Linked DNA regions of Anser cygnoides: region 2 is linked to region 1. Evidence: chromatin contacts called from public Hi-C data. All regions are on one chromosome and are shown on one strand. Each heading gives the region's core, a stretch centred on a gene start, on an enhancer-like site or on the middle of the called end of the contact. The rest is flanking DNA. Distances are from core to core; before and after follow the strand shown. Region 1 holds the start of KCTD18 (potassium channel tetramerization domain containing 18). Region 2 holds the start of MAIP1 (matrix AAA peptidase interacting protein 1).

Region 1 (4,786 bases), core at 154-2,653:
AGAAAAAGGAAATGTGAAATATTTACTGTAGCTCTAACTGACATTCTAATAAAATCAGAATTAAGACAAAAAGAAGCAAGTTCTAAGTAGCAGGAAATCTGAGTAACACAATTTCAAACAAAATTTATTATATTCCTACTATAGCCAGATACAACATGACTTAGACGCTTCTTTCCTTTAATGTCCTTCACTTGTGACTAGAGGAAAGTCTGAATTATAAGACTATGGCCCTAAATAACTGAAACTGCAGTAACATATACATATTTTGATATTCTTAAAATCAAACTGTAGTAATAGACCAGACTATTTTAACACAGCTAACCGTGCAGTGGAAAATGTAGTTGTTCTGCAATTATTTGTTATGGATCCTTTAATTTGGTTCTTTGGTAGATAAACTTGTGGTTGAAATTTTAAATGCTTTAAATATGGTGGTGAAACACTTCTAAAATAAAATGTTGAATAATAATTTAAAAAAGGACTATGAAGGATAAAAATCAGTATGAATTGTTGATATATAACTGAGTTAATTTGCTAGGTAAACAGATAAACTACTTAAATACAATATGGGCACATTTCTTATGGAGTGTAAAGTTAACTGCATTCTTGCTAAGCTGCAGGTATCAATTAGAATATGTTATTAATTTTCTAGGTTTTGTTACCTCTAACTCTATTTTCTACACAGTCAGCTCATACTTTCCAGAAAGTTTGTAGAACCACAGAGTTTGTCACTGTTAAATTTTGTACAGTTACTAATTATTTAGCGTTTGTATCCATAATGATACAAATTACACATACGGGTAGCATATGGTAAAGCATAAAATAAGCTCTTCTTTATGTGCTTACATAATATAACATTGTCTAGTTTGTCCTTAACTATTTTTAAAAAAATGAAGATGCATCTTAGAAGTATTTTTCATATTTATTGATGTTTTCCATAAGGAGGCTGAGACAAGAGCATGAGAATCTAATATTTCACCTTTCTGTTCATGCATGCATTTTGGTGAGCGAACAACCATATTTCAGACATAATTTCTTTTAAAAGGACATTTTTAAGGACACTAAGTCTTTATAAAGTGACTGTATGGGTGAAGCACCCATGACTATAAATTGACTATAGGTGAAGCACCTAGCAGCCTCTACTTATTGGGGCTATTTTAAAGCATTAATGGTTTACTTTTTAACAAGAATTGTGCAAGCCTGAAGCAGAAAAAAATAAATAAAAAAGGATTTCACATACAAGCATCAGGAAAATAAAATAAAATCTGTAATGCCTGTGTTCACATATGTTATCTAAAGCTAAACAGACTGCTGCTGTCCCTGAAGCAAGGAAGTTGGCCTGCTCAAAGGGACAAGCAACCACATTCAGTCAGTCCAGAAAAGACTGGCTGACCTGAAATTATTTTTCTGCTTTTAACCATAGCAGAACTTTTCCTTCATCATGCTCAGATCATGTATCAGTACCACATTATCCTTGTGAAAACACCTGTCTCAATGAGTGCTGCAATTCGGGATGTGCCATCCCAGGCAAAACAAACACCCATCACCCGGGCTTCCACACTGGGCTGAAGCGGAGGGCGAGGACACCAAAACCGTGCCCGAGGGACCCCGCCGGTGCAGAGGAGGCAGGGGGCGCCTACTCCCCGCACCTTGAGGCCGGGCCGGCCGGCGGAGAGCCCGGCCGGGAGCTGCCGCCGCGGCCGCCCAGCACAAGGGCTGCCCCGCTTCCCTCGTCGCTCACACACCTCTGGCCCAGCCCTTCCTGCCGCCATTTTGCGGAGCCGAGCAGTCCCGGCAGCGGCCCGGCCCGGCCCGTCAGGCCCGGGGAGGCGGGACGCGGCGGTGCAGGTAACGCGGGCCGCCGGCCCTGGGCGCAGAGCGGGCTGACGGGCCGCCCTCCCCGCCTCGTGCGCGCCGAGGCCTGGCCTGTTGTGGGCCGGCCGGCGGCCCCCGGCGAGCGGGGGGGGGCTTTCCCGTCCTGCAGGCCGGCTCCCCGCAGACAAGAGGGGAGAGCCCTAGCCTGCTGCGGGGGCAGCTTTTAAACGAGTGGTTTCCATCGGCCTCCTCGAGGGGCTGCGGTCAAATCAGCTGGTTTTGGTGAAGCAGTAGCAGTTGCCGGGAAGAAAGCGCATACTGCGAGTTAACTGCTCCTTAGAGTTCATGATCTAAGAAAAAACCAAACTTTTGAAGATTTTCTTCTGATTCGTGTGCCAAGTATTTTCTGTTCACGCAGGACCCCTCATCCTGCAGGGAGCTCAAGGCAGATGCAAGCACGGGATGTGTGGCATTAGTGATGTGACAGCTTCAACCACTAATTAAAGCAGTCTTAATTAAAGATCAGATTTTTTAAAAGCCAAGTTATTAGTACAAAATTATTGTACTTTTAGTGCTTTGAACTGCACTCAGATTAAGAGTTCCCAGAATGCATTTTTTTTTACTGTACTTCCAGTGCTCTTTTCACACATACTGACCACAAAATCCTGCTTACCCATTTGCCTCAAAAGATTAACTTTGCATTTTCCTAGCAATATAAAATACTGTTACACCTTCAAGTAAAGGTGTAGATTATTTGGCATTTTGCACCAATACATGTCCAGAACTGTCTCCAAAGCTGTTGTACAATTTTATGTAAAAAATCCGTAAGTGCTAACACTTCGATCCGTGTGCAGTACGTTCAGTCTTAACTAGTATTAGTTTTATTTTTATCTGTTACAGGTTTGAATAGCTCATAATTAACATTATTATCTGCAAATGCAATGGAAGATGGCAAGACTGAAGATGGGCAGGGTATTCTACGACTTAATGTACGAGGATGTTTATATACTGCCAGACGCGAGTCTTTATGCCGCTTTAAGGATTCAATGCTAGCTTCCATGTTTAGTGGACACTTTCCTCTGAAAATGGATGAATCTAGTAAATATGTTCAAGCTACACATAAAACATTCTGACTAGAGAGCTCTGTGGCAAATATATGCATTTATATATGCATTTTATTGTATATATCTTCTCCCAATCTGCTGAGCATCAGTTGTTTAGTTGAATTCCAGGATTTAAAACAATTATGCATGCATGACTTTATGAGTAATTCATCTGAATTCTGTGGGACACTTCCTGTTTGCAAACACACGTGTTTTTACAGTGCTTAGCCTTTCCTTGTCACAGTCAAAAACTATCAAATATACTACTACAGTAGTATTTTTGCAAAAATTCCAAACACAGAGTTCTTCACTGCACTATAAATTTTATCTTCATGTATTCCAGTGAAACAAAGTAGTAGTTTTAAAAGAATAGACAAAGTATACTTATTCCTCCTAAGTAAACAAGTTTTTTATAAAGGCTTTACTTGGTGATTTGGTAGAATGTGACAAATCTGTCTTCACTTGTTGGAAGCAGTATTTTTAAATCATTGTATTTATGATTTCAGGGGCTCGTCTAATCGATCGAGATGGAAACCTATTTAAATATCTTTTGGATTATCTCCATGGAGAAGTTCGGATTCCTAAAGATGAACAAATTCGAATTGCATTGCAGGAGGAAGCAGATGATTTCGGCATCCCTTATCCTTACAGCCTGACTGACCATCTGGCCAGCGAAATTGAGACATATTCTTTAAGGTAAAACATAGAGCTTAAAAAGGTCTTGACATTTCTTATATTTTTGAATATACATTCTAAGCTACAACATTCATTAGCATCAGATACTAAAACTAAGTATGCACAAGTGAGCACTTTTTAATCACCACTTCAAATCACCACCAAATTCAGAGTTTTTGGATAAGAAATTGTAATATTGATAATACAGTCATGGTCATCAAGGATATCAGCTTTTCCATCACTGCAGTACAGCAACAGTTTAAATTTGACTCTCATTTACATGCAAGTCTGCTGTAAAAGCTTGCATAGTAGGAAATATGTTGCATAGTTCTCTATTTGCCTTCAGATTTTACTTGAGATTACTTCAGCATGTTTTTGTCTGTTTTACAAACATCCTAAAACTTGGAAGATAAAATGTACCTTGCTATTTTTTTTAGAATAGGAAAGTAGAGAAGAAAATTAATATATTAGTTAAAATCTTAAGGTCTGTCTGTTCTAGTGTAAATGCTAATTTAGAAGCTAATTCTAATTAACTGATTGGAAATTAACTTCAATTACCAGGTATGACTGTGTTAACCCTGATGTTGTCCGTTTGGGACTACATTGACAGTCATTTATGTTCTCTTAGACAGTTATTGTTCCATGTATTTTAGATTCTCCCTTATTCATCACCTTTTGAAAAGCATAAAGCATTTCTAAACTTTTCAGTTTCTCTTCAAATTAGGGATTAGTCCTGTCTTTTAAGTATTCATGTTATCTCTCTATGAATTTCTTCTAGTTGTATGATATTCTGTTAACATCAGATAAGAAATACCGCACACAGTATTCTAGATAAACTACATCCTTGATCTACTTAAAAGAGCTCACCAGTACAGTTAAGAAAACTTAAGAAAACTTCACTATGAAAGCTTATTCAACTAAAAATAATGAATTATTAATATTTCTACTTTTGTGTTTTATGTGTTTTTTTTTCCAGGCTTTGTTAGATTTTTGTGATTCTTATAATTTAGTCTGCACCAAGCCTACAGTTTGGGTCCTGCACTATCTCAGCACCTCTGGGGCAAGCTGTGAAAATAAAATTATTGGTGTGTATGCCACAAGAGCTTATGGGATTGATGTAATTAATAAGGAGCTAGGAACAAAAATTGATAGTAAAAACATTTACAAAAGGTAAGAGGAATTTCAAATATATGAAA
Region 2 (4,864 bases), core at 755-3,254, 180 kb after region 1:
ATCCCTTCTGGTACACCAGCAATCTTTTTTGCAATTGGTCCCTATGCTTAGTGGCAAGGACATTATTATTATTATTTTCCTATACAGTAACTCTAAATTAATTTTCATGCCTTGAAATTAAACAAAAAGCTGCAAGACAATCACCCTATTCAATGTTATGCTGTTTTTCCCCATTTAAACCAAACTGGCAGTGCTTGTAGATACTGACAGGCTGAATACATATTGCTTCATAATGGAAAATATCAATTGGCAGAACTAGAGATGGGAAGCACTTACCTCTGCTGACACAAGTCCATCTAGCAGATCAAGTTTACGCTGAGACAGCAGCTGTGAAACAACAGAAAAGGCCTACCAAAAAAAGAGAGAAATAATACATGAATTTTAGATTAGCTTATTTTTTCAGACAAATCCATCATTATAGGACAGGCTACCTAAATATTCCATGATTTAAGTCTACACTGCTTGCAGAGTATATCAACATTGATATGGGACCCCTCCAGCTTTAAAAAAAAATGTTATTCTATTAGCTGATAAAAACATAAGGTTTCTTTTCCACCTTATTTAGAGCATGAAACTTTCTGCAGGCAAATTAATGTCTTAATAAAAAAATTGCAGTAACCTATGAATTGTTTTTATTCTTTCTTTCTTCTGGTAATTCAAACTGTGTCTTTCCCTGTAAGTATTCTCCTCCCTAACCTGCACCTTTTCTTAGCCCAGTGTCAGTCAAAACAGAAGCTCAGATCTAAAAAAAAATAATTTATAAATCTAGTCTAGTCCCTAAACCTGGGAGGAACACAACATCCCTTTTTCCTTAATTCTGTAGGTATAATTACATACAACACCTCTGTGCGTGCAAATATTGTGCTTGTTAAATGCTGACAGCATGTTTAAGGCCTTAAAGTAAAAATAAACAAGAACAGGGCAAAGTAAAACAGGTAGGTCTCCACACACTGCAACTTATGTGTTTTTTTTTTAAAGGTCTCAAACATATTAACATTGTCCTCATCATCTGTTTTTCTGTTTCTTTTTTAATCAAACACAATAACTTACATTTCACTGCTAGCAGTACTAGTTTTCCATGACCAGCTTTGAGAACTGACGCATTTTGTTGACACGGGTTGTCAGGTTCATAATCTTGGAAAAGCAGATATATGAAACAATTCTACAACCGCCTAACCTTCATAATTTTACAAGAAAAACAGCTACAATAACATATATATCATCCTAAAATCCCTAAAATATTAAGAAATGCTTTTCTTTATACTACTTCATGGGATAGTAGAATATATGACTTTGGGATCTAGAGAAATAAAACAAAACCTTGCAAACTCTCCCTCAGATGGGGGAGACAACCCACGCTTCTGGCCACTCTGGCTTCCCCCAGCCGTGAGGCACTTCAGGACACAGGCAGAAAGCCGCCTATACCTGACAGGTGAGCTGCAAGGCACCAGCGGGCCTCGGGACGAGGCCGGCGCGCACCGACGCAGGCCGAAAGGCAGAGCTCGTTGCGGGGCTCTCCTCAGACTCTCCTCACTGGGCGGCTGCCACCGTTTTTTGGGGCTCTTCTAATGACGGGCGCCCCCCACACAAGATGAGGGGCTCCCGGCAGCCCGCCCGCCCCCTCACCTGCTTGGCGCCCCGCGTGAACTCCTCGACGCTGAACTCGGGGTCGAAGTAGAGGCGGATGAGCAGGTAGTAACAGCGGGTGCGCAGCCAGGCCAGCGGGCTGGTGATCCGCACCACCACCACCCGCCGCCGCGGCCCCTCGGCCTCTGGCCCACGCCCCTGTGTGCTGGCGAAGCGGGCGGCGGACCCGAGCGGCCGGGGCCCCGCCGGGCGGCGGACCCAGTTCCAGGCCGGGACCAGGGCCGAGACGGCGGAGGCGACCGGCGGGGCCCGGGCCGCCCCCGGAGCCGCGAGCGCCCGCCCCAGCCAGCGGCTGGGCCCGGCAACCCCGCGCAGCGCCATCATGGCGGCGGCCGTGCCCCCTCCCGTCCCTCAGCGCGGCCGTTCCGTGCGCTCAACGGGAAACACAGGCGGCTCCCCCCGTTCCGCCGCCGCGCTGCGCTCCGGGCGCCCCTTGCCGGGGGGACCGGCGGGCGCCGGACCGGCAGCGAGCATGGCGCAGCGGGGGCAGGAGGCGGTGGCGGTGCCTAGCCTGGGCGGCGTGGGCCGGGAGCGCTTCCTGCAGGACGTCTACCCCCAGGTACGGCCCCGCAGCCCTCCCAGAGAGGAGCCCAGGTCAGGGTTCGGCTTTTTGTACACGGCCTCCTCTTTCGCAGTTGCTGGGGGAAGTCTTGGTTCAGTCCCTGTAGAGGGCTGCTTGCAAGCGGAGTGTGGCCGCAGGTGTTTCACTTAAGGCCTGACTGGAGGTGCCATCTGCCTCGGGGAGGTGTATCGTTTCACAAGTAACTTACGGAGAAATAAACCTGCTTTCCAAAGCAATTAGTTGGAGATGGGATGTTCCCTTCACTAGAGGAACACTAGTCCGGTCACTAGTGGAGTCCCCCAGGGCTCGGTACTAGGGCCAGTCCTCTTTAATATCTTTATTGATGATCTGGATGAGGGCGTCCAGTGCACCCTCAGTAAGTTTGCAGATGACACCAAGCTAAGTGCGTGTGTCGATCTGCTCGAGGGCAGGAAGGCTCTGCAGGAGGATCTGGATAGGCTGGAGCGATGGGCTGAGGTCAACTGCATGAAGTTCAACAAGGCCAAGTGCCGGGTCCTGCACCTGGGCTGCAACAACCCCAAGCAGAGCTACAGGCTGGGAGATGAGTGGCTGGAAAACTGCCTGGCCGAGAAGGACCTGGGAGTATTGGTGGATAGTCGGCTGAATATGAGCCAGCAGTGTGCTCAGGTGGCCAAGAAGGCCAACGGCATCCTGGCCTGTATAAGAAGCAGTGTGGCCAGCAGGTCGAGGGAAGTGATTGTGCCCCTGTACTCGGCTCTGGTGAGGCCGCACCTCGAGTACTGTGTTCAGTTTTGGGCCCCTCGCTACAGGAAGGACATGGACGTGCTCGAGCGAGTCCAGAGAAGGGCGACCAAGCTTGTGAGGGGTCTGGAGAACAAGTCTTACGAGGAGCGGCTGAGGGAGCTGGGCTTGTTCAGCCTGGAGAAGAGGAGGCTCAGGGGCGACCTCATCGCTCTCTACAGTTACCTGAAAGGAGGCTGTAGAGAGGTGGGGGTTGGTCTATTCTCCCACGTGCCTAGTGACAGGATGAGGGGGAATGGGCTAAAGTTGCGACAGGGGAGTTTTAGGTTGGATGTTAGGAAGTACTTCTTTACCGAAAGGGTTATTAAGCATTGGAACGGGCTGCCCAGGGAGGTGGTGGAGTCACCATCCCTGGAGGTCTTTAAAAGACGTTTAGATGTAGAGCTTAGGGATATGGTTTAGTGGAGTACTTAGTGTTAGGTTGGAGGTTGGACTCGATGATCTTGAGGTCTCTTCCAACCTAGAGAAATCTGTGAATCTGTGAACAGAAATAGTTTGGGTTAGAAGCCTGGTACTAAAGATAATTTCTTACATCATGATCCATTAAAATGAACGTAAGCTTAGGAGCAAGGAATTTCTAGAGGCAAATTCCTTCCAAATTGCTGAAAAGCTCTGGCATGTGATTGGTGACTTAATTTTCTTTAACAATGGTTAAAAGAAAAAAAAAAGATTGCTTTTTGTTGTTTTGTCACCATTGCTTCCTTGTTCTTTATTTGAGATCCCAATTGAAAGTCTATTAGGCTGCTTTCGTGTGTGTGTGTACATTTGATCAATCCTGCTTAACACAGGTGGAAAGAGCTGCTCTCTGAAGACATACATCACCAGTATAGCTCACAGCCTATACCACAAATCTATGGTCTCTTATTTTTTGCTTAGCTGAGGCTAGAATGACTGCAACTGTTCCTTAGCCTAGCTAGATGCGTCAATGGCCCTAGAATACAACAAATGTTAAAATTGTCTTTGCCTCTCCATGTTCTTCCTTATCCTGCTAGGGAAGAGGATATAGTAAATAGGTAAGCAGTTCTGTGACCTCCTGCCTCTTGTTTCAACACTCAGCATTCTAATTCACATTGTTCAGTTGTGAATAGTTGTGACTGTGTAGCAGATCCTGATATTCAATCGAGTTGTTTGCATATATTTAGTTCTAAAATTACTTCTGTTTTTTTTTTTTTTCCCACTGGATGCAATCATCCTTTGTTTCCTTTTTTGTTTGTCTGTTTTTTTCTTCCTTAGAGAAAGCCAGTAGTGCTGAAAGGAATGGAACTGGGCTCTTGCACAACCAAATGGACAGTAGATTACCTGAGCCAAGCTGAAGGATCTAAAGAAGTAAAGATTCATGTTTCTGCAGTACCACAGATGGATTTCCTCAGTAAGAACTTTGTTTATAGGTACTTCAATCCAAAATCTTTTGTATTTAAAGGCATATACTTGTAACTTCCAGAAATACAGTGCATAGTTTCAAGCCGAGGGTGAGAATGTGAAGCTCGTTTGTGAAAACTTTCAACAGCATACCCAAGTGCTGTCCTTGATTTCCCCCTCCATTCGTTCCACAGATATCTCAATGCCATGAATAAATACTGAGTAAAAGAAGGTGACAAGCAGGACCTTGAAAATGATGACATGGAGAAATGTTATGTAAAGAGATTTTGACAGAGCATTCCTGTAGGAAATTTGAGCTTGGCATTGATATTAGATGATATGCTAGTCTGTTTTAATTGTATGGTGCCTTTTCAATGTTACTGAATAGTGCCAGTTTCTGATTCACTATATATCTGAACCTCTTTGGACGCTGGCATGTGGCAGACATGCTATTCCACTCCAGAGGGATGTTAGTAATTAAATTAAGCTACTTTTAAAGTTAGCCTTTGCAGT

Evidence for each region. Hi-C and Micro-C count contacts between places; a contact is called where the count stands out from the background.
Region 2: a Hi-C map of liver shows a contact between it and region 1, with 2.2 times the contacts expected there. The contact joins the promoter of MAIP1 here to the promoter of KCTD18 in region 1. A contact is called at or near these places in 3 of 7 Hi-C or Micro-C datasets (granulosa cells and liver).

What each region holds. Positions count from the first base shown.
Region 1 is chr6:2,027,240-2,032,025 of Taihu_goose_T2T_genome, forward strand. It overlaps KCTD18 (potassium channel tetramerization domain containing 18), which reads left to right and starts at 1,404. Exons shown (of 3, transcript XM_066999315.1): 1 at 1,404-1,845; 2 at 3,422-3,611. The coding sequence starts at 1,404. All of the region lies in intron 1 of SGO2 (shugoshin 2), which reads right to left.
Region 2 is chr6:2,203,974-2,208,837 of Taihu_goose_T2T_genome, forward strand. It overlaps MAIP1 (matrix AAA peptidase interacting protein 1), which reads right to left and starts at 2,005. Exons shown (of 5, transcript XM_013187443.3): 1 at 1,627-2,005; 2 at 277-348. The coding sequence starts at 1,971. TYW5 (tRNA-yW synthesizing protein 5) reads left to right here and starts at 2,048. Exons shown (of 8, transcript XM_013187619.3): 1 at 2,048-2,206; 2 at 4,226-4,380. The coding sequence starts at 2,120.